Linked DNA regions of Mus musculus: regions 2, 3, 4, 5, 6 and 7 are each linked to region 1. The links are chromatin contacts, called in public HiChIP or PLAC-seq, capture Hi-C and promoter capture Hi-C maps. All regions are on one chromosome and are shown on one strand. Each heading gives the region's core, a stretch centred on a gene start, on an enhancer-like site or on the middle of the called end of the contact. The rest is flanking DNA. Distances are from core to core; before and after follow the strand shown.

Region 1 (2,729 bases), core at 175-2,674:
TGAAATGAGATTAATGTTTATTTTTAAACTCATAAATTTAAAGAAGGATGCTATTGATTTGAAAACCCTCTTTAGCTTGAATATAAATAACACAGCTGTGCAAGCTAGCTTTTTGTTGTTGTTGTTGTTAGGTGGACACAAGCTAGAATCATCTGAAAAGAGGGAACCTCAGTTGAGAAAATACCTGGATCAAATTGCAATGTAGGCACCCTGTGGGGCATTTTCTTAATGGTTGATGTGGAAGGGCAAGACCTAATGTGGGTGGTGCCACCCCAGGCAGGTGGTCCTGAGTTATCTAAATAGCAGGCTAAGCAGGCCATGGAGAGCACACCAACAAGTAACTTTCGCTCCTGGCTTTTGCTTCCATTCCTGCCTCTAGGTTTTTGTCTTGAGTTCCTGCCTGATCATGGACTTGTAGCCTGTAAGCCAAATAAGCCTTTTCCTCTCCAAGTCGTTTTTGGCCAGTGGTTTAACCCAGGAAGAGAGAAAGCAAATTAAGACTCTGACCATAAAATTTATTATCTCATAGGAGAATGCTTTTGAGATTGAAAGGGGGATTTCTATTAATTTTACCGTAAGAAAATCAGGTATATCAGTCACTTGAATTTTAGAAGATGAAATAAGGACAATATTTTTAATTTTTCTAAGCATGTTTGAGTTTTTTGGCTTTTGGCCTTAGGGTTAAGGTTCAATCAATATTTTCTCCCCTTCATCTGATTAATAAAAGATAAGCATTTGGTAATAAGTTACTCTTTAGAAGATAAAAGTGGGTGTGGTGGTGCATACCTGTACTCTCAGCCTTTAGGAGGCAGTGGCAGGAACATGAATAACACGAAGGGCAGCTAGTGAGTGGGTGACCAACCTGGATTACCCTGTTCAAAAAAAAAAAAAAACAACCCAAAACGAAACAGAACAAGCAAAAAAAAAACCAGACAAATGAGGTGTAAAAAAACCTGAAAAATGTTTTTGTTTGTCCATTTAAGTTTCCCCTCATCAGGTAGAAATGTTAACGTTACAATAAAGTTAAAAACGATCAGAGGCAGGGAGCCCCTGTCTCAGTGGAAATAAATAAGTAATAAAATAAAAAAAAATGTATCTCCGAAAGTCCTGATTGGTCTTCTTCCCTATAGAAAAATAGAATTTTGAGGAGGAAGTGTTAAGGTCCGTTATCTTTTGGGTAGACTAGGTCTGGAAGGAAGTTCAAAAGACTACAGTTTGTTGGTGGCCACGCCCACTGAGTGATGGATCAGCTACACCTGCACTTCCGACCTCCAGCGTTTTTCTAGAATCGCTTGTTCTCTGGGCAGAAGCCTCAGGGCATGTGAAGGTGGAAAAACTCCCACTCCTGGGTGACGTCACATAAGAGGGTGTGACCTTTTGGGAGGTGCGGCTTCCTAGGGGCGGAGCCAGGGAGGGAGGGGGCAGGGCGGCGGTCGGGGAGTGGGGCGCGCATGCGCGGTGAGGGGGCGGAACCGGGGCGGGGTTGTGCGCTGTGTTCTGAGAGAAGGCGGTGGCAGGATTCGGGCTGCGCGGGGACGGCGGGTTCGGGTCTGGGGTGGACGCCACCGGCCGGAGTGAGGCGGCCAGGAAACAAATCCCGGCCGGTCTTCAGGACCGGACAGCAACCAGCGGGGCCGAGGCCGGGGTGTGCGGCCTGGAGGACAGAGGCCAAGGCTGAGCAAGTGTCCGGGCCGGGGCGCGCCAGGTAGGTGGGCCGAGCTGGGCCGTGCCAGGTCCGGTGTGCCGGGCTTAGCGGAGTGGGCTGGGCGGCTGGGAGCTGGAGACACTGGGAACCCGGCCCGGTGGCGCCCGCGGTTGTCATGGCAGTGGTACAGCCTAGCGGTTCGCTGGCCGCGTCTTTGGAGCGCGATCCTAGACTTGCGGTCCCCTTGCCGCGGGCTTCTCGGGGAGCCGTGCGATGCTATACAACGCGCCCGCCGGCTGCATCTCTGCTGTATCCCATAGGCATCCGACGCTGAAGGCCTCGCGGTATCTCGGGTGTCAACACACCGGGTAAAAATAAACATACATGTTGGTGGGAGACACGGACTCTACGTCCTCGCAACTCTTTGAGCATTTTCTGTTCGCGCATCGGCCAGGACAGGATCTCCCTCACCTTTGCTTTATGTATTTTATATTCTTCTGGCTTTCCTAATAAGCTAATTGAGGCCTGAGAGGTTTGCAGGGATCCGTGGTCGTCTTTTGCAAAGCCAGTCATGAATGTGTAGGCCACGGAAACACTCAAAATGTCAGACACAAATATATATCTTTGTGGGCGAAGGGAAGGAGTGTTGATGGGCCTTGGTTTCTCTTGCCCCTTCTCTCCTGCCCTCTGACATTACATAATGGTGGGTTCCTCCTGCCTGGATTTGACAGCTCATGAAAATGTCTCTCTGGGTAAGAAGGAAGTAAGTATTGGCCGTTGTAAATCTTTGCCTCTTAATGTGTTTGATGTTGAGAGATTGCCTAAGAGTAGAATGTGATTTGTCACCTGCCAGTTAGGGCCTCTGGGCCAAGGGGATGGGGGTGGGGTGGTACGGAAGTTGGGGTGTTGCAGTAATATTCTGCTTCGTTCACTCCTGTTCCCCGGGTGGGTTGTGTGGACAATGGGGACATCACAGGGCTGGGACATCACACAGCTGGTTGATCTGGGTGTGAATCCTGAAGGTTTTGTCACTTGCTAACTCAGGTTCTCAAGACCCTCATCAGTAAGAGGTGTAAACAGAACC
Region 2 (2,700 bases), core at 162-2,661, 450 kb before region 1:
CTGTCTCCCTACTGGCTAGCTTTCACAATGTTGGAAGGTACTATGGATGCTACCAGAGAAGAAAAGTAACCATTAATGTCATCCAGCTGTGAACCCTGTGAACTACGATAATGACAGATTTGACAAGATATGCTTGCTCACTGGTATACCAGGGGCATGCATTATGGGATTATCCAACTACTTTATGCTTGAATCTAAGGTCTGCTCTATGAGATGGAACCCATACCTAGCACTGCTAATAGGGCCGACAACCTGTAACTGGATAGCTTTGGTGAGCACCTACTACTATTCTGCTAAGTGGACCCAGCACTGACATTAAGTTTCGATGACTCATTATCACGCTAACAGGCCAGTGCATCTCTCACCCCTCCTCAAAGTGACTCCCTGCAGTAGACATCAATTAACAAAGAGACCCTAACCTGGTCAACCTGCAGACAGTTAACACTCAGTCCTAAAGGGGTCATCCAAATCCCGAGGCTCATGGATCTTCAGCAAAGAGGGGAGGGAAAGACTTTAAGAGATAGCAGGGATAGATAACTTCAAGGAGACCAGTTTTCTGGATACCCTAGGGCAGTTACAAATATGAACTCAGTGATTTTAACAGCAAACGCAGCACCTATGAAGCCTGAGGCAGACAAACTGGAGATGAGAGTTGAGGAGAGGGAGAACAGAGGAGAAAGGAGCGGACTGGAAGAGGAGATGAGCACAAATCCCGATTCTGAGCTCAGAAGCTCTTCGAGATTTATAGCCACTGGGAAAGGAAGAGTCAGTTTTCTTTACCAGTGTGACCCCTGGCAGGTCAACCACTCTTTAAGGAACTCCTCACTCCTAAGATTAGTTGGGCAATATAACCTGGATTTGAAGAGTTAGAAAACAAACTGAACAAACAAACAAGCCAAGTTAGATGGGTAGGGAGGTGAGGTGGATCTGGCAAAGTTGGGTTTGTGTTATAAATACAGATGGAGAGGACAAGACAGCTCAAAATGCAGAGAAACTCAAGAGTTGCCAGGGAAGAGATGCAACCATAGTTAACCAAGCCGTAGCTGTCCTATGGGGGAGGGGGGCAGAAGTCTCATCTGAAAGGTAAACAAGGAGCCTTGGTGGGTAGCCAGTCCTACCCACAGAACAAGGCCACAGCTTTCACAAGGCTCAGATCTATTATTGATGGGTCTCCCTGACACAGTGCCTTTTCTAAGAGAATGGGTCTGCAGTCCCAAGTTCTCCTGTGCCTAGCAGCTATCTGAAGAGGCAACTTCTGAGGGCAGGGAAGAGGGGAGCTCACCAGCCTCTGGAGACAAACAAGTGTGGGTGGACAGACCTCTAGAGCCACCTGACGCTATAGAGTCCAAGAACTCTGAGCTCCAGGACACTCCCCAACATTCCCAGCTGTGCTCCTCCAGCAGGGCAATGAATGAGGTGAGAACAAAGTACTGCCACTGCTTTCCCTACTGTCTCTGCACTCAGGAGACACCCTCCCCCACCCGGCTCCATCCCAGAGACCATTTCAGTAAGAACCCGGTGTGGGGGCGGGGCGCAGGAGAATGGGAGACTGAAAAGCCAAGGCCCCTGGGATGCAAAGAAGAGAAGGTACTAGACTGAGACAGCCCTGGAGACAGTGGACACTTGAGCAATACAGGCTAAGGACCAGCGTAAGACACAGGAGAAGACACGAGTCCTCAAGTTCAACTGACCTGCACATACCTGCCACTTCCAGGTTTCAAAGACCCAGAGGAAAAGCACTCTGACGAATTAGCAGTGCCCTACTGGCTATCCACTTTCCTTTTCTATACCATTAGGAGTATTTTCTCTCATCTATAAATAGCTTTTAGGCTTTCGTTTTTGTTCCCCTTCCTACCTTTAGCTAATTTTGTTTATATTTTTCTTTCTCTTTTCTGTGCTTGCTCTGGTTTGTTGGGTTTTCAGTCATCTGTATTTTCGACTTAATTCATTCTTTAAAAAGCTTTTACATTTTAATGTTTGTTATTCTCCTTATATTTATCTAGGCTTGGTTATGATGTGTGTGCACATTTATGCACTTGTGTGTGTGTAAATGTGCTTGGTTCTGAAGTGTGTGCTCATATATGCACTTGTGTGTGTAAACATCTAGTATGTGTCCCATGGTGTGTATGGATGTCAGGATAACACACAGGCACCTTAAGTCGGGGTCTCTGCTGATTTCCCAATGCATACAGCAGGCTGGCTGGCCTAGGAGCTTGCAGGGACTCTTCTATGCCTGTCCCCATGTCCCTGTAGGAGTGCTAGAGTTAGACTACACTATGTGTCCAGCTTTTAGTTGGGTGCTGGGGACTTGAACTTGGGTCTTCATCGGCAGACCATTGTTTCCTTTATTTAGTCTAACTTCTTGCTCTTTTCTCATCTTCTTCATAACATGCTTCTCTTCTTTCTCTCTTTGTTTCCTAACTTTGCTTCTAGTTCTCCCTTCCCTGCTTCTTCTTTTACCCCATCCATTTGTTATTTTCATCCTAACCCTAAGTAATTTTAAAAAGTAAGACTTATTTTTGTGTGTGAGTGTTTTGCCTGCATGTCTGTCCGGTGCCTGATGAGGTCAGAAGATGGTGCCAGAGCCTTTGGAAGTGAAGCTGCAGGTGGTTGTGAGCGGCCATGTGGGTGCTGGGAACAGAACCTAGGTCCTCTGCAAGAGCAACAAGCACTCTAAACCACTGAGCTGTCTATCTAGCC
Region 3 (2,707 bases), core at 144-2,643, 490 kb before region 1:
TTGCTTTGTAGAGACTTGATTTAAGATATAACCCAATCTGAAATTTAAAATAAGACGTTATGACCAGTTTTAAAATGGTTCAGAGTTGTTTTGTTTTTATGTTAAAAAACACTGTTTCAACACAAAGACACACTCTTGTGTTTTTTTAAAGAAGACTAAATATTCTGGGGAAGGGTGAGTTGTGTGCCATTCTCTACTTCTCTTGGCATGGCTGGGTTCTGCTGTGTTAGTGGGAACTGACAAACATACCACACCACGTGGACTGATGACGTGCACTACGTAAGTCCCGCTTATGAAGTAAAAGGTCTCCCTTTACAGATAGCACTGTTCTTTATCAACAGTCTACCAGGATAACAGAATACTCTGACTGTTCTGAAACGCCCGCTGAGAAAGCTCCTTCTGATAAGCTATTCTTGGCAATCGCCTCCACTCCCTTTCTCTCTCACTATGTATGTAGCTTTGGCAGGCACCACACTCACTGAAATCCATCTGCCTCTGCCTCCTGAGTGCTGGGATTAAGTCTGTTTGTCATCATGCTGGCCCCACTTATGAGCACAATGAAAGACTGTATGTATTCCAAAATACTAACTCATTTAACCTCTGATGGTCTGAAAAGCACGTTGGGATAGTATGGTGCCCCGACACAGCACTAACGGGCTCCATACTTGTGCCGTGGTAAGCTCTTAAGGGTCAGACAGACTGAGCAGGGGACCCGTGGGTAACCTCAGAAACCCCTCTGTAGTAATACAGACAGACACATCTGCTTTTCTTAGGATGCTGTTTGTACTACCGATCACAGCTGTTAGGTGTGAACCGAGACACGGTGCTAAACCTCCCTTGTAGCCACTGTTTGCTCCCCAGTCTGCATTTATAATGAAAAGAAAATGTCTTTGAACAGTAGCAAACAAAATTTATTCAATTTCAACATGAATTCATGACTCTCTAGAACTGGATAGAACTGGATAGAACTGGATAGGACAGAAAAGGAAGCATGTTTAAAGGACTCTCAGCAATTAGAGTTTCACACTGAGAATTTCTTCTGTGGAAACCTCCTGAGGTCCAGAGGTTTTCCTCATCCATCTGTCCTTTAGAGTCTAGGTCAGGGTCCTATGTCTTGCAAATGCGACTGCATGAGATCATCAGCTCATTGACTTCTGTATTTTCCCTATCAAGGCAGAAGAAACCAAGTTCTAGTAACTGGGCATTCTCAATGACTTCCAGTGCTTGCTACAATGGCATTTATGGATGGGAGGAGCAAGGCGAGATCCTAAGAGAATGATACAGGGAATCGGGAGTGTCTAAACTGCTGTCTGAGTTCTAGGCTCTGACTGCAGCTGTGGCAGAGATGAAGAACTACAAAGCAGCTGGCTGGACGAGGCTGGGGAGACTTCCTACATAGCACTATGTGGTCCAAACAGGAAGGACAAACACTCTCATCTGAATAAGGCAGAAAGGCAATGAAGCACAAGACCCCAGGCAGCCTGCAGGGCTTTGGCCCCTGTGAAACCTTCCTAGCTGACATGCACCCTCCACATCAAGGCCTGATACAATATGAGTGGCTAGCAGACACTTACCTGAATAATAGAGGCCACTTTCACCCCCAGAACAAATCAACTTATTATACACTTTAAAGTCAACATTATCTATCGAGATAAACACACACACAGAGCTGTGCCAGGTATTGGTCTCACATTCACAGGTTTTACAATTTTATCAGGAAGCATCTTTTTTTTGGAGGGGGGGTGGTTGGTTTTTCGAGACAGGGTTTCTCTGTGTAGCCCTGGCTGTCCTGGAACTCACTTTGTAAACCAGGCTGGCCTCGAACTCAGAAATCCACCTGCCTCTGCCTCTGCCTCCCAAGTGCTGGGATTAAAGGCGTGTGCCACCACGCCCAGCTCAGTTGAATCTTTTAACGCTTAAAAATAAAATGTTGCATTAGCATATTTCATGTACAGCCTCAGACTTTCTGGGTGGCATTATGCTGAGCTATCGTGGGCTGACTGCTGACTCTAAGGTTAATACCCACAAAGAGGAACCGTCTAACATACCCTGTGTATCTGCAGCCCTGACTCTTCCTGCTCTCCTCTGCCTCTAAGTCAATTCCTGGACTGCAATAGCTGCCTTCAGCCAGGCTAAGGGCAGCCCGCAGGTGTCCTTCCCATTGGCCCTGGTCCTAGCAGAGTAAATGATTGTTGTACTTACGCTGTTCCTGTAGACTTGGAATTCAAGTGTTCTCAAATCTAGCTTGGCCACCTTACTCAAGTTAAACCTAAAATAAAAAACACGTTTATCTTCATAAACATCACAACTAGGAACTATGGAGGATAGCCAAACTTGAGGTTTTATTTGCAAATTTATCTTTTGTCAGGTCTTGGGACCAGTAGCATTATACCATATTAATACTAAAGGCTAACTTATAATTAATACCTTGTTCACTTTTAAAAAGGAATTAGTGGAATTATTTTGTCTGTTGTCCCTTTACAAATCTGTTAAATGTGAGCGCCCCATTTACACCTGTTGAAAGCTTTTCTTCATGTTCAATTCAATACCAACCCACTCCCAGGAAACTGCTGGCAACTTCAGCCATAAAGCCAGACTCTGCGTTTACCCTTTGACCAGCTAAGGAGTGCTTACCTTGAGACTAACTTATCTGCAAAGACGGAGGGGTTGGAATACAAAGCCAGTGGGATGAACTGGACGTAGACAG
Region 4 (2,700 bases), core at 50-2,549, 420 kb before region 1:
CAAAGTTCTTATAACATGTAAATGGGAACATAAACTGTAACATACTAATATAACAGACTATTTCTCAGCAAAAAAGACAAATTATTAATATATATGATATCATAAGTAAATCTCAAAATTATGATGGTGAATGTTGGAACCCAGTGACTGGAAGCTGAGCAGAGGTCACCTAGAGATGGAGAATAAGAGCACAGGAAACCCTTAAGGGAGCTGGGTGTGCTCACTACTGGACTGTAGTTATGATCTCCCAGTATAAAACAGCATGCAGCCTTTTCAATGTGTAATTTAGACATCTACACCGTATGCTGTTCATAGATGAATAAAGGGTGATCAAAACATCAGAGCATAAGGAGCTATGCTCCTGTATAAACAGAAGCAAAACTCAAGAAATCTATTGCCCTGCGTACTTTTTGAGGAATAAAACATCATAAAGACAATGTAGCAAAAGATCCCAAGGACAAAAGCAAAAGTATTCAGGATGATAAACTGCAAACCCTCTGTGGTAGTTTGACTAGGAAGAGCCCCTCATGAGTTTGAATGCTTGGCTGTGGGAAGTGGCACTATTAAGAGGTGTGGAACATTTGGAGTAGGTGTGGTCTTATTGGAGGAAGTGTGTCACTGTTAGGGTGGGCTTTGAGGTCTCAGAAGCCCAAGCTACAGACAGTGTGGACACAGTCTCCTTCTGCTGCTTGAGGTTCAAGATGTAGAAGTCTCAGCTCCTTCTCCAGCACCATGTCTGCCTGCATATGCCCATGTCCCAGCATGGTGATAGTGAAGGACCGAACCTCTGAACCTGTAAGCCAGCCAGTTAAATGTTCCCCTTTATAAGAGTTGCCCTGGTCATGGTGTCTCTTCACAGCAACAGAAGCCCTAAGACAACATCTTATGAAAAATTAGCTGATATTCAATAAGAAATAAGATTAGAACAAATAAATTCTTATTGAAGTATAAGGCAGACACAACAAAACAATCATTTAGCTATAATAAAGTCTCACAGCAGGCAAACACTGTGCCCCAAGTACTGAAAGGAGATGCTATTTTGGCTCTGAGGTAATCTGAGAAATAAAATCTTAAACTTGTCTTTACGTGTATCTTAACATTGGGCCTAAACACAGGGCAGCACAACAGAAAGTGTAAAAATTAGGTGGAAGAGACCAAATTCGCCTTCAGTACACTGAAGGTCAAATCAAAATCTATTTTAAAAGTGTCAGAATCTAGAGCTTAACCACAAACAAGTCATGTCAGGAGGAACAGACACAAGACAAGCCGCAAAACCATGTAACAGAGCAAGCAAATGCCCTGCCCTGAGTAACTGTACCAGGAGGGGTTTCATAATGGGAAAGTTTCTCTCACAAAGCAGTGAGAAGAAAGGGGGTGGGGACTGAAATGTAAACAAAGAACAAGAACAGGAAATTCACTCCAGGAAAGCAGAGGCTGGAGAAAATAGCTCAGAGGTCAAGAGCACTTGTTCCTGCTGAGGATGGTTCACAACCATCCCTAAGTCCAGTGTGGGGAGGATCTGATGCCTGCTTTTGACCTGCACAGCATGAAGCATGCAAGTGGTGCACCTACACACGCGTGAGGGAAAAAGTAAATGGGCCACAACTGTCTGAAAAGAGATTACTTCCTTAAAGAGGACATCTCTACAGAGAAATCAATTTTACCAGCTGATTGAAGGGACATTTGGCCCATCACATTCCACGACAGAGCTTAGCAGAATTCTGGGTCCTAGAAACTATCTATATCATGTAAACCATCTATCACAAATGACTACCACTAGTGGTTCAAAGAAAGTTCTCAGAATCAGAGAAACATGGTAATGCCCAAATGAACCCAGATTATCCTTCTGTCCTGCCACTCCAGAAGAGGCCATCAGACTCCTTCCCACCCTGCAATTCACACCACATGCATGCAGTGCTCACCACTGGGCTGCCAATTCCAGACCAATTTGAACACAACTTTTTAGACGGTTCCCCACCTCTCAATAGGATTCACAGGAGGAAAGCAGACTATTTCAATCCACCACACTGGCCTCTGCAGGAGCACTTATGTAATGTGTCAGTTCTCATCATAAATGCAGCTCACAATAGCTCAACTTCCTCAGCAAGGTCACAGGGATCCCTGTGGGCTGAGCGTAAAGGTCTAGGGCCTGAGTTCAGCCCTGCACATGCTAGGCCATCACCATCACTAAACTACTTCCCCAGACCTTAAGAGATGTTTGAATTGTTACAAAGCAGATGCCATTACCATCAAGAAAACAAAGACACGAATGACCATTCTAAAGTGCACAGGACAGTTTCCCTGACTCCCCAAACAATGAACTACTTGGCTCAAGATGTAAATTTTCCTGAACTTTATGATGTTACTAATTATAGTTTTCATTTTTATTTGTGTGCACACAGGCACATAATGTTTTTCTCTATTATTCTGCATGTTATCTCTTCAGACAAGGGTCTCTTCTCACTGAATCTGGGGCTTGCAAATTTGCCAAGACTAGCTGGCTAGTGAGCTCCAAGGGTTTGTTTCCCCTACCCCAGGGCTCAGGTTACATGTGCACCATGCCTGGGTGCCTTAGAATCCCAGTTCGGGTCCTCAGGCAGAGCAGGCATCTTGCTGGCTAAGCCACCTTCCGGCCCCCTTAATTTTTATCTGTAGTAGCATCTTCTTGCACTATAATTCAAAGTGTTCAGCTGTCATACC
Region 5 (2,700 bases), core at 86-2,585, 440 kb before region 1:
AAACAGCTGCAGGCATAGTTTCCCAAATGCCCCTAGACAAACCTGCTGAATGAAATACAGCATTCTGCTGTGCAGCCTCAGGCAGGAAGCCGGGCCAAATCAACACCAGCACTTTGTAAAACTCCATCACCACAACATCCTACAGTTCTCACAAACACATGCTATAAAACTATGCATGGAAGTAAGAATTAGAAGTGGGAAGCTACAAGGCAACCAAACAACTCTTAGAAAAAGGAAGCCTCCTTGATTTTCTTGGAACCAGAAAGCAATTAGGGTGAAAAAGCTTTCATGCACTGATTTTAAACTGAAGATCTGAAGCCAATTTTTCTGCACCTAATAATTATATGAACCAAAGAATGCAGTGAACCAGTTTTTACCCCAAACATCGTTTACTGCTTGCAATAAATGCCTGAGAGAAAGATGTTGCTATGGAAACAGAAAACACTTAGGGACACTGGCATAAATAATTTGGGAGAGGGAAGAAAGGGAGGTTGTGAGTACCCAAATCATGGCAGAGTGTCATTTGGAAACTGGGCAGGGTGATCCATCCCACCTCTGTGTAGCTGGGAAGATACCAGGGAGAGAGGGTGAAGTAGAAATTAAACATTAAAGACAAAGTTAATTTAAAAAGAAAGCCAAGAAAAACCTATTTGGGGGGCCTGGTTAAGAATACTTGTTGCTTTTGCAGGGGACTTGGGTTCATAGTAGCTCATAGTTGGCTGTGGCTCCGGGGATCCAATGCCTTCTTCTGACTTCTTCAAGTACCAGTCATACATGTGGTATAAATATATATACAGGCAAAGACACACACAAAAGTCTTTTTTAAAAAACAGCCCATTTCTTCAGAATGCTAATTTTACATCTGTGCTCTGAAATGAGTGTTAGCCCATTATTAATAGAGGTGACCACAGAGGTGAGGACAGTCAGTACCAGGTTTCCTAGAGAGCAGCAAGGTGTGCCTCAGGACAGCCCACACTGCTAGCATTCTCAAGCCATGCTGACACTCCATCCCACAACATTCCCTTCCCAGTACATCTGAGCAGGGGACAGAAAGGCCCTCTGCTTCCTCGTGGCTATGACAACCAAGATTCCAAACTGCTGCCACCACTTCTGCCTCTACCAGCCTCACTGGGAACCCAGTAAAAGCTGAGCTGGTTTCCTTTGTTTGCGCTCTCAGCCTTGCTGAAGGCCTGCTGTGGTTTCTCAGAGAACTTCATTGTGTTGTGTTAGTGTAGACAGATGTTGTAACTTGTGCTGGCCAGAATGACATTTCCTTTTTAAGCTTTACAGTGATGCGAGGTCATATGAAGTCACTAGACATTGTACTCTGGCCCTGGATCCCATTCTGGGCTTTGGCTATGCAGGCCCAGCCTCTCTATAACTCTGGGAGCAGAGGCAGGCACAGCCCTGGCCAGCCAGTCATTAGAGGACAGCTGGGAATAGAATGGAAATGTTCTAAGCACATTTAAGGGATTCCAGGCTGGTCCAAGGTGGAGAGTAAGCTGAATGTTTGCAAAGTTCCAGCTTCAAATCCAATTCCAGAAAGTCAATTTAAAAACACCCAAAATAAAGAAAAAGGGAGGCTATGTTACTTAGGAGTACATATCTTAGTTTAGGTTTCTATTGCTGTGATGAAACACCATAAAAGCAACTTGGGGAGGAAGGAGTTTATTCAGCTTATGCTTCCACATTATCAAAGGAAGTCAGGATAGGAACCCCATCCTAAATGGATCAACTACCTATATGATGGACAATGTATACCCTCTGGGGTATGTCTGTGTGTGGCAGCATCAGTCTGGATATTTAAACTCAGTTTTAGGTGGTGATCCATCCCACTTCTGTGTAGCTGGGAAGATACCATGGAAACAGTGGGAAGGCCATGTCTACCTGTGCATGGCAAGCTGTGAAGGTTGTTTTGAGCACAGGGCTGACCTCTACTGACTGGTCATCAGGCATATGAGAAGCCAAGGGACTAAGATGGTCTTCAATAGGATCCGCTGCCCACTGTATGATATATTTCTCTCTCTCTCTCTCTCTCTCTCTCTCTCTCTCTCTCTCTCTCTCTCTCTCTCTCTCTCTCTCTCTCTTTTCCAAGACAGGGTTTCTCTGTATAGCCCTGACTGTCCTGGAACTCACTTTGTAGATCAGACTGGCCTGGAACTCAGAAATTCACCTGCCTCTGCCTCCTGAGTGCCGGGATTAAAGGCGTGCGCCACCATGCCCGGCTATGATTTCTCTCTTGATGAAACTCTGACAAACTAGGAATAGCATTACATCCACTGATATATACGTCTTCTTAACACAGCTGCTTCAGGAATTGGACAATGAATCCACCTGGGGTGACCATTGCTCTCTGCTAAGATGTTTTAGATTAGAGAGAAAGAAGGCTACAGAAGGTAGAGTGGAAACAGTCAGCAGGGCTGTAGGGAAATAGCATTGGTACTGAGAGTGAGCAAGGTGAGGACACAGGAGTCCTGGCAGCCTTAGGTAATGTGGGCCTACCTGTCTGTTATGGTGGCTGAATCAGTCTTATTTTTTTGCCTTAAGGAGTTTCAGTCAGTGTTCTCTCATTTACAATCAAACAATTACAACACTGATTGAAGCAGAAGTACTATAGGCCATCTACACTAACTGCCAATTTTCTTATTCTCTAAATATATGGAAATGATAACTAAAAATATGACTGAATCATAGTGCCTG
Region 6 (2,722 bases), core at 122-2,621, 390 kb before region 1:
TGAAGAAGAAGCCACGGACTTTCAAGACAATGAACGTTCCTGTTTCCACAGCTGCACGTTTTTAAAATTAATCTGAGAATACTTAAAACTGGTGAAGCTTACTGCACAATAAGTATTCCTATGAAGCAAATAAGCGGAGGGAGTTTGGTGGGATGCAATCCATAAAACTCAGTCAACATACTATTTTTCCCCTAGAAGAAGGTCTCATGCATAAAATGATGTGCTAAGGTCCCTCAGAAGGCAGCTCTTTTTTTGTTTTGTTTTTGTTTTTTTTTTTTTTTTTTGAGACAGGGTTTCTCTGTGTAGCCCTGGCTGTCCTGGAACTCACTCTGTAGACCAGACTGGCCTCCAACTCATAAATCTGCCTGCCTCTGCCTCCCGAGTGCTGGGATTAAAGGCATATACGACTACCGCCCAGCACAGAGGGCAGCTCTTAACACCCCTGCCACAGCCTTCACACTCTGAAGACAAACACAGCTGCCCCTTACTTTTGGTCTGTTCACGATCTCTTATGTGCTGTATGTATTTCAACGGCTTTTCTACCCTAAGATCCCAGTACCTAGTCAGCTTTATATTACTGAAGGGTTGGAGGGAAGCATGGTGGGAGAGCATGAGTAAAATGTATGGAGACTGAGTTCAGACTCCAATACACACACACATGCGCACTCAAGCACGCACGCACACACGCACACATACACACACAAAGAAAAGAGGAAGGAAGAAAGGAAAGGAAACACAATGAAACTATACTTACTAGAACATTAGTTTGGAATCAGAAAAACGAATTAGGAGTGGTTGGTAGTACATGCCTCTAACACCAGAACCTGTGAGGTTGAGGCAGGAGGATCACAAATTCCAAGGCCAGCTGGGACTATACATAAAAATAAATGAATGAATGAATACCAGGTAATGCTAATGCTATACCACATTCTTACAAGTTCTAGACCTATGCAAGTACATGTGGTACATTACTCTTAAAGTTCAAAATATTTGCATAGGATTGAAGTAACATCTGAAAGAATAAAACATTTTTTTAAATTAGAATGTTTCCCCAAAATCCATTTCTCTCCCCACAAGCTCAAAGTAGCCTGCGTATAGGAACATTCTGATAGTCCAATCTACTTCTAAGAAACTTGCAAATCCAGTGTTCATTCCTGGAAGTTTCTCTGTAGACAGAAGCCTCCCTGCACCTCCACCGCACAGCCCCATCACCCAGCTGCCAATCAAAGACCTCGTTTCCTTTCTCAATTAAAAGAGCTTCAATGCCCAAAACACTGCTAAGGAATGTGGGAAACGGCTACAACATTCTACTCTTCCGCTGAGTTTTCTCAATGCTGACCTCTGACCTCTACTTCCTTGCAATTGTTGCTCAAGTCATTTCCCATTTCTGAAGCTAGGTCCAGAGTCACATACCACTCGTGTGGAGCAAGCTCAGTGGCAGTGCAGGAAGCCTCAGGGGACACCATTAGGAAGGAAGTCAATATTTTCCATGATTTCCTTAAAATAGTCGAATAAATGTTACTGAGGAAAACAAGAATCCCATGTAGCTAAGAATAGGTCCACTTTTATCCACTAAGCTTTTTAATATACAGCAGACACATGTCCTTCTAAGTCAATTCCACTGTAGAGTCTTTTCCTTATCTCCACCTTCACAGCAAACCAGAAGAAATTAACACGAACACAAATGTCTAGCAGCACCTACTATGTGCTCTCTGTGCTGCTGGGTAAAGAGTATACACTAGCTTAATTCCCTGGGAAGAAGGGTAGAAATTCCTAAGTCAGGAATAAACTACCAAGTACAAACTGAGTGTCACATACTGCAAACAATTACAAACAGAAAGACTGTTTTAGATTTCAGATTTTTTTTTTTTCAGATTCTGGAATGCTTTTAGGGATGAGACCCAAGTCTAAACAAACAAACAAAAAAATTACATTTTACATATAGGAATACACATGGCCTGAAGGAAATTTCAGAGAGTATTCTGAGTGGGCATGCATTCGGTGCCTGTGGTTTACAGCGCTGAGCACAAGCTCTAACATGAGTGAGGGAGCCACGTGCTCCATCTCTGAGCCGCACCCCAGCTATGTACCTAGGTTTGCCTGTGACCTCTCAGATGAAATCGGGTATAAAGTTTTCCACTTGTGGCAGCATATAAGCCCTCAAAATTAGGAGCATTCTGAATTTTCAGTTTTGGGTTTGGGGTGGTTAACTGATAGTAAGTTTACCTTTTGCTATTAGCTCCTATCAAAGAAAACTAGGGAAAACACTGGCTCTTGGCCAGACCTGGGTCCTCATCTACATACATGAGGGAGCTGGGACACAGGAGAGAGCTACAACCTACCAAGTACTCCTGTCAGGGATGGCCATGGAACCCTCTGCTGAGCATGTAGTGGACAATGGGAATGCTGGGTCAAGACTGGCACAACTGGCAGGCGTTGTATAACACACACCTTAATCCCAGCACCCAGGAGGCCCAGGCAGGCCTGGTCTACATAGTGAGTCCAAGACAGTCAAGACAGTGAGAGCCTGTCTTAAAAAATAAATTAATTAAAACAACAACAACAACAACAAACCAGAAAGACTGGCACAACTCCACTAACCTCCCAAACAGCGTAGATTATTTAAAACTGCTTCTAAACAGTATGAAAGAAATTCTCCAGTGTATAAACTAGTCTTCGCCTAGGCTAACCTAAAAAGCTGCCATATTTTCTGTCCTCTGCC
Region 7 (2,700 bases), core at 108-2,607, 420 kb after region 1:
ACATCTTCAGCCACCCGCACTGAACTTCGTCTCCATCATTTTATAATCTCAAAGAGCTAGCTCTCAGGTGATCCCTGATCCTCATTCATCTCAGGTGCACGTCTGGCATGACCCAGCTCCCAATGAGTATCAGGGCTGAGATTCTATTTCGTGGTTGCTATGTATTTAGGTAAATGGAAGGAAGTCCCAGCCTCCACCAAAGGAGGGGCTTACTTTAAAATAGTTCTGGAAGGTGCGAGGGCTCCCAAGAGAGCGACAAACAACACAGGTGCCTGTCTTCCCACTTGGATTTTCTGGTTCATTTCTGACACAATGCCAACTGGCCACCTGCAGGCCACAAGTCCAGTCACACCTCGGCCTTCCTTTCCCCTTGCATTTCAAAAACAAAAACAAACAAACAAAACAAACAAAAACAAAACAAAACAAACGCTTGCTCATTTGAGTAACTACCCCGCCTCTCAGCAGTTGTACACCTACCTACCTCATACTGAAAACGAAGTCCTGCCGGTTAGTAAATGACTGCTCAGCAAATATTTGTTGATTCAAATTCTGATTATGTCTAAGATTAAACTCAGACTCCCCTCTGGTGGCTTGTAACCTAAGCCCCAAGCCTGTTAAATAAACCATGACCCGAAGCATAAGGAAGACAGCCTGTGTGTCCACCGTCTCCCTCTCCGTGGCCCTGGGAGACAGACGCGATTATGCTCTGGTACTAAGAACTGAAACGCGGGCAGCAAGCCCTGTCCCCCCCCCCCCCCCCCCCGTTTTCTTAGTGTTAAAACTGGTTAAACTGCTCAGCTCTGCCTCACATTTCAAAGTTAAGTCCAGCAAAGCGCTCAGAGGAAAACTTTGGGCACTTGCGCGTCTGGCTTCTCTCGGCCCCACCGACCATAGTGTCGTGGACGTGGCCCCCACAGGGGTGGCGTGGGTACCCTTCACGTCCAAAGGGCCCTGGGCTACCTGAGCTCTTCTCGCCACTACCTCCCCAGCTCCACGACAGGACGCGACTTCGGGAACGCGTCAGACTCTCACCCCCAACCCAGCTCCCTCCAACCTCCCTGGGTCTGCGCCCCACGCATGCTGCGTGGCCACGCCATTTCAGACTGTCCCAGGTACCTGGCACTGGAGCGTGGCCGTGTTTGGCGAGCGTGCCGGGAAGGGCTCAGTCCGCGGGGACAAGCGGGGGCTGCTCTGCCGGGGTGCACCCTGACCCCCGGCCGCAGCGTCGAGGGCCGGCGGCGCCGCGCAGCAGGTGGCGGTAGGGCGCGGGTAGCGCGGGGTCTGCGGCCGGGGGATGGACGCGGACGCGGGCGCGACCCTCGGGCGGCCGCGCTGGCCCTGCGCTGGGCGCGCGCTCCCGGCTCCCGACTCGGCTGCGCGCGGCCCGGCGGGGGCGGACGCGGCTGTTCCGCTCTGCTCAGCTCTGCTCCGCGCCGCCCAGGCCCGCGCGCCTCCCCCGCGCCGCTCCCGCCGGGCACGCGGGACCCTGGCCACCCCACGTGGCGGCGCTGCAGAGCTGGGAGCTTGGCTGGCTCCTGCCTGCGCGAGGTCCGAGGGCTGGGGGACCACCGCCAGGACGAGGACGCTCACGATCGCGGCTCCTGCGCGCCACCTCCCTGTCACCCGAGCCTCGGAGAGTGGGCGCCCGGGTGGCAGGGAGGAACGTGCGCATACGGATAAAAAGTAAAAGTTGTTTCATAACCTTGTGGGTCCGAGCGTCTGAGGGCTAATGAGGGAAGCTGCCGCCCCGTCTCTAGGTGAATCATTGCTGTGGCACTGGCAAGTGTGGGATAAAAAGCTGAAGGAGACGTCTCAGCTTCGGTCCCCACCCCTACATCTAACAGAGGAGCTGGCCCATTTGGGGAAGGAGCGGGCTGCCCCCCCCCCCCCCCCCCCCCCCCCGGCTCCTCAGCTAAGCTACCTACAGAGAGAGCCCTCTTTTGGCCTGCTGACACTGCCATGGTCAAGGGGTGAAGTACAAGGAATGTCAGCTGAGCCCCAGCAGGACGCCCAGGCTGCAGTAGCAGGAGCCCCAGGTAGAAAAGAGAATTCTCCCATCAGACAGTGGCACTGGGGTGGAGTGGTTCCTGAGTTCTGACTTCCGCAGCGATGTTAAGAGTGCCACTGTCAGATCTAGAGGAATCCATACTCCACCGTTGAGCCTTGGGGCTGATATCTTGGGACCAGGGACGCAGAGAAACCCAAGAAGCACACACTTGCACCTCTATCTTGAAAAGCGGACTTTAAAATTAGACCAAAATCCCAAACAAAATAGGAAAGAACCTGGCGAGAGATCTCATTTGGTTGGGTACATGAAAGGAAGTTAGTTGCCTTTTTAACTTTTGGGTGTAATCGATCCCTTTGGTTCAAGCTAGTCACTTAAAAGTCTCCTTTGATGGTTAAATGAAATTAATTCCCTCAAAGAACATAAACAAATCATGAATCAGTCTCCTAATTGACAACCACTCACAGTGAGCAGGTGACTCACAGAGGAGCAAATGAATTGCTTAGGTGTGTGTTTGCCTTGTTTGAAATCCTCAAACTAAACTGAACAACTACAAGCAAGCCTGTGCCTTCACCCACCCACCCTAAGCCTGCTGTTGCTTGCTGTTCAGATCAACACGTATTCTGCACGGCTGTAACCGCTAAATATTTATTGACTCCGTAAATTGCCTTTCTAACCTAAGAATTTTTGTTTCC

Evidence for each region. Promoter capture Hi-C pulls out the DNA fragments that hold promoters and counts their contacts. HiChIP or PLAC-seq counts read pairs in DNA pulled down with a chosen protein or histone mark. Capture Hi-C pulls out chosen DNA fragments and counts their contacts.
Region 2: a contact with region 1 is called in a promoter capture Hi-C map of stem cell-derived epiblast-like cells, with 2.6 times the contacts expected there. The contact joins the enhancer-like site here to the promoter of Inpp4a in region 1. A contact is called at or near these places in 7 of 39 promoter capture datasets (the 3T3-L1 cell line, cranial neural crest, frontonasal cranial neural crest and 3 more) and 7 of 115 datasets of contacts at active chromatin or transcription factors (astrocytes, bone marrow-derived macrophages, embryonic forebrain and 2 more).
Region 3: a contact with region 1 is called in a promoter capture Hi-C map of embryonic stem cells, with 3 times the contacts expected there. The contact joins the enhancer-like site here to the promoter of Inpp4a in region 1. A contact is called at or near these places in 9 of 39 promoter capture datasets (the 3T3-L1 cell line, the HPC-7 cell line, HPC-7-derived erythroid cells and 5 more), 3 of 115 datasets of contacts at active chromatin or transcription factors (forebrain, memory CD8 T cells and stem cell-derived neural progenitor cells) and 2 of 9 other capture datasets (adipose tissue and liver).
Region 4: an H3K4me3 HiChIP or PLAC-seq map of bone marrow-derived macrophages shows a contact between it and region 1, with 3 times the contacts expected there. The contact joins the enhancer-like site here to the promoter of Inpp4a in region 1. A contact is called at or near these places in 7 of 39 promoter capture datasets (the 3T3-L1 cell line, 3T3-L1-derived adipocytes, HPC-7-derived erythroid cells and 4 more) and 5 of 115 datasets of contacts at active chromatin or transcription factors (astrocytes, bone marrow-derived macrophages, fibro-adipogenic progenitors and 2 more).
Region 5: a contact with region 1 is called in a promoter capture Hi-C map of liver, with 3 times the contacts expected there. The contact joins the enhancer-like site here to the promoter of Inpp4a in region 1. A contact is called at or near these places in 4 of 39 promoter capture datasets (cranial neural crest, embryonic stem cells, liver and 1 more) and 5 of 115 datasets of contacts at active chromatin or transcription factors (bone marrow-derived macrophages, lineage negative bone marrow cells, pancreatic cancer cells and 1 more).
Region 6: a contact with region 1 is called in a promoter capture Hi-C map of the HPC-7 cell line, with 2.2 times the contacts expected there. The contact joins the enhancer-like site here to the promoter of Inpp4a in region 1. A contact is called at or near these places in 8 of 39 promoter capture datasets (the 3T3-L1 cell line, the HPC-7 cell line, frontonasal cranial neural crest and 5 more), 2 of 115 datasets of contacts at active chromatin or transcription factors (bone marrow-derived macrophages and embryonic stem cells) and 1 of 9 other capture datasets (liver).
Region 7: a contact with region 1 is called in a capture Hi-C map of embryonic stem cells, with 4 times the contacts expected there. The contact joins the promoter of Cracdl here to the promoter of Inpp4a in region 1. A contact is called at or near these places in 13 of 39 promoter capture datasets (the 3T3-L1 cell line, the C10 cell line, the HPC-7 cell line and 8 more), 1 of 484 Hi-C or Micro-C datasets (embryonic stem cells), 1 of 115 datasets of contacts at active chromatin or transcription factors (pancreatic cancer cells) and 1 of 9 other capture datasets (embryonic stem cells).

The regions. Positions count from the first base shown.
Region 1 is chr1:37,298,414-37,301,142 of GRCm38.p6, forward strand. It overlaps Inpp4a (inositol polyphosphate-4-phosphatase, type I), which reads left to right and starts at 1,425. Exons shown (of 26, transcript NM_030266.4): 1 at 1,425-1,705.
Region 2 is chr1:36,843,785-36,846,484 of GRCm38.p6, forward strand. All of the region lies in intron 5 of Tmem131 (transmembrane protein 131), which reads right to left. Among named protein-coding and RNA genes, the nearest start is that of Zap70, 83 kb to the left of the region's middle. Within about 2 kb of position 1,412, at least 14 of the 459 cell types and tissues checked have an H3K27ac peak or open chromatin away from gene starts, as enhancers often do. A contact at or near this core is called in stem cell-derived epiblast-like cells, where this site is marked.
Region 3 is chr1:36,813,253-36,815,959 of GRCm38.p6, forward strand. It overlaps Tmem131 (transmembrane protein 131), which reads right to left. Exons shown (of 41, transcript NM_018872.2): 24 at 2,635-2,707; 25 at 2,203-2,269. Among named protein-coding and RNA genes, the nearest start is that of Zap70, 53 kb to the left of the region's middle. Within about 2 kb of position 1,394, at least 37 of the 459 cell types and tissues checked have an H3K27ac peak or open chromatin away from gene starts, as enhancers often do. A contact at or near this core is called in the HPC-7 cell line, embryonic stem cells and forebrain, where this site is marked.
Region 4 is chr1:36,882,627-36,885,326 of GRCm38.p6, forward strand. All of the region lies in intron 2 of Tmem131 (transmembrane protein 131), which reads right to left. Among named protein-coding and RNA genes, the nearest start is that of Tmem131, 56 kb to the right of the region's middle. Within about 2 kb of position 1,300, at least 45 of the 459 cell types and tissues checked have an H3K27ac peak or open chromatin away from gene starts, as enhancers often do. A contact at or near this core is called in bone marrow-derived macrophages and hematopoietic stem and progenitor cells, where this site is marked.
Region 5 is chr1:36,860,691-36,863,390 of GRCm38.p6, forward strand. All of the region lies in intron 4 of Tmem131 (transmembrane protein 131), which reads right to left. Among named protein-coding and RNA genes, the nearest start is that of Tmem131, 77 kb to the right of the region's middle. Within about 2 kb of position 1,336, at least 51 of the 459 cell types and tissues checked have an H3K27ac peak or open chromatin away from gene starts, as enhancers often do. A contact at or near this core is called in liver and stem cell-derived neural progenitor cells, where this site is marked.
Region 6 is chr1:36,913,315-36,916,036 of GRCm38.p6, forward strand. The region is part of intron 1 of Tmem131 (transmembrane protein 131); the gene reads right to left. Among named protein-coding and RNA genes, the nearest start is that of Tmem131, 25 kb to the right of the region's middle. Within about 2 kb of position 1,372, at least 59 of the 459 cell types and tissues checked have an H3K27ac peak or open chromatin away from gene starts, as enhancers often do. A contact at or near this core is called in the HPC-7 cell line and bone marrow-derived macrophages, where this site is marked.
Region 7 is chr1:37,718,454-37,721,153 of GRCm38.p6, forward strand. Cracdl (capping protein inhibiting regulator of actin like) reads right to left here and starts at 1,358. Exons shown (of 10, transcript NM_028096.1): 1 at 1,117-1,358.